2 separate regions of the Gossypium hirsutum genome follow, and region 2 is linked to region 1. Evidence: chromatin contacts called from public Hi-C data. All regions are on one chromosome and are shown on one strand. Each heading gives the region's core, a stretch centred on a gene start, on an enhancer-like site or on the middle of the called end of the contact. The rest is flanking DNA. Distances are from core to core; before and after follow the strand shown. Region 1 has its middle 77 kb from the start of LOC107901557. Region 2 holds the start of LOC121218309 (indole-3-pyruvate monooxygenase YUCCA6).

Region 1 (2,700 bases), core at 191-2,690:
CATATGATCTTCGAAGCCCATGAAGACCTTTGATAAGTTGAACAGGCTAATTTGCATAGATACTTATTACATATAAAGCCCCAAATAATGTCTCCAACTGCCACCGCTTCACTTAAAAATGCAACTTCTATCAAGTGGATTTTGGTAGAGAGGGCTGAAAAAAGGTGGGTGTATTTAGATTGTCTCTCCCCAACATGATTGATTGGGCCATTTCATCGCTAAAGGCATCTAATTTGAATGAAATCAACAGTTTTGTCAATAATGTGTTTAAAATTTCTTATTGGACCTTTTATCAGAGTTTTAGCATGGGTTAGGCCTTTTGGGAGTTCTATTTTGTTGAAACTATGAGTCGTATAATGGGTATAGATTTACATGTATTTAAGTCTTTTTCTTTTTTCTTTTGAGATTCTGGCCCAACTAAGCTTTTGCGCGCCGCTAAATAAATATATAAAAGAAAATTTAATTGCATCATCCATCTCTAAATTATTATTTAATTTTTAAATTATACTAAATTTCATTGTCTCAATTGATTCATCAAATTATTAGTAGTTTAGACATTAAATGTTAACTTACATATGATATTGTACATATTTAAATGGATTAAATTTAAATATGTGTATACTTATCAGATGGACAACTTGAATTTAACGTGTTAAAACAAATTGTTCGTATAAATTTTATTTACGTCTTTTTTTCCTAATATGTTATTATTTATACAATATATACACACGTATTAAAAATTTGATCAACATATTTAAATATAGCCCACGTTAGATTCAAACTAACACTTAATATCCAACCTAATAACTTGTCCGAAGAACCTAACTAATATGAAACTAGAACTTTAAGCACTCAGCTAGAATGTAAAGCCATTTGGAGCAATTACCTCAAAATAAATTATGGAAACTAATTACTAAAAAAACTATGTGATTATAGAATTTGGTTGAAGCCAAAAAGTACATAATCATTATTTAATGGTAAATTAATTTATTTTAAAGATTAAAAACAAAGCTTAAAAAGCCTTAATAGTTGTATCCTTTTTGGGTTAGTTAAACAGTAGGAAGATGCATAAAGTTTTAGCCTTGTAGGTACTTTTTTGTTTTTTTTTGGAAGGTTGTAGGTACTTGCTTTTAGTTCCAATATGCTTTGCCCATCTTCTTACCTAAATTCTAAGCAAGTCTTTGCATGTGATAAAAGCAAACCAAAATGAACACGTTTGGTTGGACATCCATTTAAATTGATCAAATTTCATTGTAATCCTTCTACTACGTTGAAATTTCAGATTTAATCTCTTTAATCTGACATAATTTTATTTATCTATTTTTATAACGTTGCTAGTAAGTATACATTGAGAACATCGTTAGTTGTTACCGTTAAAGGGATTGTATGATTTAAAAAACAATTTTAAATAATTGACTAACATGTAAATTTATTATTACTTGAATTGGTATTGTCAAAATCGCTAGGCGGACTCAAGGCTATAAGACCCTTAAATAACCTAAGGTGCAAGGTGCAAAAAAATGCTCGCCTTAACATCACTAACTTTAATATGGTGGGAAGTGGTTTTGATGCATCTAGCTCCGTATGAGTGTCTTGGCGCCTAAACATCACTAACTTGAATATGGTTGTCTAAATTTTTACATAGCTTTGATTGTGTGACTGAATAACAGTAAAAAAAAATCACATCTCCACTCTAATGGAAGCATTTAATAATGTTATCAATTTGTGCATATTAAAAGTATGCTCAGTTATGTTATGATAAAAGTTGAAGCCATAACAAATGAAATAACAACAAGACTTTGCACACATAGACTGCCAACACAATTCATGCTTAACCTATATCTGTGGAGCCTTGCTTAGAGAACCATTTCACTAATATCAACATAGTATAAAGAAACAATTATTTAAGCCTAACCCTCTAACTTTCAAGTTGCAACCTCCCATTACATATTTTCTCTATCACTTAGTAGGTATTATACAGTCATTCAAAGATGACAATCTCAACAAGCAAATTCCTTACTTGAGCAAATAGATTTAATCACTAACATAAAAATCATATCACATAATTCAATAATGTAGATCATTTAAATAACCAACTCACTAAGATTGATGAGCTCATTCAACTTCTGTTTTAAACACTCATCATTTAAATAACCAAATCTCTTTTTCACGTCAACAACAAACTCTTCAAAATTACTAGGACTTCTCACACCTTATCTTCCATAGTATTAGAAATCATATGGAGTTTATATGCCTTAGCTTCTTATCCCATGAAGAGAAAGTTATTTAAGCTCTTATACTTGACATTCTAATTTTTTTTACTACATAAAACATTAGTGAAACTAATACAAAAATAAAGTAAAAATTTTTCCAACTAAAGTTAGTGTTATGCTAGAGAATTGTGGTTGCCAATGTTGGCACAAGTCAAGCCACTTCATCTATACAACAACTCTAAATCCTAACAATATCCCCAATTTGGCATTTTTGGTAAATCTTAAAACACAAGCAAAAAGTAATTACAACCAGAAGAGCAGAGAGATTAGTTAAACAATTTCAAATCTCCCTAACAATAATAAAATGCCTTTAAAGCTTAAACAAAAATTAAAAAAAAAAAACAAACCAAAGTTTAAAATTTGAAATAACAATCCATGAACCCAATAAAAAAACAAAAAAAAAACCAACAAAAATTCCCCTAAAAAT
Region 2 (2,700 bases), core at 106-2,605, 170 kb after region 1:
ATTAATTCCAAGCTTGAAAAGGAGAAAGGAAGAAAATCAAAGATAAAACATGTGTTGATGACTTGGGGACAAGTTATACATAGAACTGAACAAAATGCACATGCATTGCAATCTCACCTTTTTATCCTTTTTTTACTTTCACTTGAAATAATAATGTCACTAAATCTAATCCCCCATGATTACAGAACCGGCCCCAAGAATCAAAGAAAATACCATAATATAATTAATTAATTCTACTTATTCAACACCATTGGATCTGGCTGACATCTTCGCTGCATTTCAACCTTCACGGATGGTAAAATTTAAATTGCTCGATCATTTTGAATCCATTGAGTGGATTTAAAAAAAAAAAAAAGATTTAGGGTGTATATTTTCTTCTAAATAGTGGGTATGGAATAGTTATGATAATTGCTTACCCTAATACCTCAATTCAACCCACTCCATTATATAAAATTATCATTTTATCTTTGTATATATAGATTATTAGAAGGTAAAAAGGTAAAAACGTAATATAGAAGAAAATTTATATATTTTATTTTTAAATATTTTTTGAAGAATTATATTTAAATATTTATTTGACTTTAAAAAGATTGAAAATATTAAATATAAGTAACAAAAATTAAATTGAATTGAAGCGGGAATAGATGAATCCAACATCCATAGAGGTAATAAAAATTTTCAAAATTATGCATTCATAATTGAGCGGGATGGATGATAGAACAAAACTTGCCAACCATGAAACGGTAATAAATTTAACAATATTCGCATTGTTCCATTGCCATCCCTACCCCTTGCTCAAGTCCAACCTATGATTGCCAAGCATAATAAAAATAAAAATAAAAACTCCAAATCCAGTGAGAATCCTACCAACAATCTTCTAGATTAATGACTGTTTTAACTTATCTTAATCAGGATTATTTATTAAGAAAGGATTATTTTCACCATACGTCCCCTTAAATTTTCAAACATTTTAATTGAATCCTCAAAATTTTAATATCATATTAATCAAGTCCTTCCATCAACCTAATCGACATTTTGAAAGTGTATTTAATACAAATTGATCAAATTTTAAACATCATTAAAATCTATGATAGATACATACATGCACATATTATAAATATTTTCCATATATCATATCAAAACTAGTCTTCTAGCACACCTGAGTCACGATTAAATAACAATTTTTGATACTATATTGATAATACAAATAAAAAGAATTTAATAAACCAAAGGGAGGTTTAGTTCACAATTTTGGGGGGTTAATAAAAAGAATAGATGTAATGTGATGTCCCCACTTGAATTCTTTTTTAGCCTCCTTTACCACTTAAATTTTAATTCCCCCTCATATGTTTCTATGTATGAAATGAATTTTTGAGTGAACAAAAGGAATATAGAGAGAGAGAGAGTTATACACATATCACCGTCTCTTTGTTTCATTCCTTCCGTCTCTGTTTCACTCTCTTTCTCTCTCTTTCTCAGTCTTCAAATGCTGTTTAAGCCATTACCTGCTTAGCCCCAAATCATAGATCAAACAACTGAATTTTTCAACTCTAAGTGGATCACAACTCTCCAATATATAAAGGCCACACACAAAAACCTAATCTCCCTTTAAAGAGAGTAAATTTATCACTAAACCTCCGCCTAATCTTCTCCTACAACAACATACACCACGTTTTTTCTTGTCAAAATAACATGGTTTCTCTTCAGTTTTGTTTTTTCTCTTAAGCTCCACCACCCCCTTTTCTTTGCTCTTAGTCTTAGCAAACCCCAAAATTAAGGTAGCTTCACTTCTTCTTTTGTATTCCATGGACAGCTTGAGAGAAATAGAAGGAAAACAAGCTCATGATCCTATATTCATTGAGAAGATGAATAAACCGTGTTCTCGGTCGTCGCGTTGCGTATACGTTCCGGGGCCACTCATCGTCGGAGCAGGGCCGTCTGGTCTGGCGGCGGCGGCTTGTTTGAAAGCCAAAGGTGTACCCAGTGTAATCCTAGAGAGATCCAATTGCATAGCATCGTTGTGGCAATTCAAGACCTACGATCGCCTACACCTTCACTTGCCGAAGCAGTTTTGCGAGCTCCCACTCATGGGGTTCCCTACCGACTTCCTTACGTACCCTACCAAACAACAATTCGTCGACTACCTCGAATCCTATGCCAAGAAGTTCGATATCAGGCCACGGTTCAACGAGACGGTTTCGCGAGCCGAGTACGACCCGACGGTCGGTTTTTGGCGCGTAAGAAGCGTGAGGTCGAAGGGAAAAGAGACGGAATACGTTTGCCGGTGGCTGGTGGTTGCGACGGGGGAGAATGCGGAGGAGGTGGTGCCGGAGATAGAAGGAATGGGAGAGTTCGGTGGGGATATAAGGCATACGAGTTCATATAAAAGTGGGGAAGAGTTTAGAGGGAAAAGGGTTTTGGTGGTGGGGTGTGGGAATTCAGGCATGGAGGTCTGTTTGGATCTCTACAATCACAATGCTAAGCCTTCAGTTGTGGTCAGAGATACAGTAAGGAAAAAAAAACCCCTCTTTTTAACCACGGCTATGGCGTCTCTCTTTCTTCCCCTTTCTTTTCTATTTTCTCTATAAACAGTTAAAGCTAAAAATCAACCCACTAAAGGATATTGATAATTTTTAATTTTGAGTTGTTTTATAATAAAGTTCATTACAGTAAACAAAAAAAAAATCTCATGCTGTCCCC

The links. Hi-C and Micro-C count contacts between places; a contact is called where the count stands out from the background.
Region 2: a contact with region 1 is called in a Hi-C map of leaf, with 2.5 times the contacts expected there. The contact joins the promoter of LOC121218309 here to the enhancer-like site in region 1. A contact is called at or near these places in 5 of 34 Hi-C or Micro-C datasets (anther and leaf).

What each region holds. Positions count from the first base shown.
Region 1 is chrD06:21,493,286-21,495,985 of Gossypium_hirsutum_v2.1, forward strand. No RefSeq gene overlaps it. Among protein-coding and RNA genes, the nearest start is that of LOC107901557, 77 kb to the left of the region's middle. Within about 2 kb of position 1,441, at least 3 of the 9 cell types and tissues checked have an H3K27ac peak or open chromatin away from gene starts, as enhancers often do. A contact at or near this core is called in leaf, where this site is marked.
Region 2 is chrD06:21,667,997-21,670,696 of Gossypium_hirsutum_v2.1, forward strand. It overlaps LOC121218309 (indole-3-pyruvate monooxygenase YUCCA6), which reads left to right and starts at 1,356. Exons shown (of 4, transcript XM_041095366.1): 1 at 1,356-2,507. The coding sequence starts at 1,806.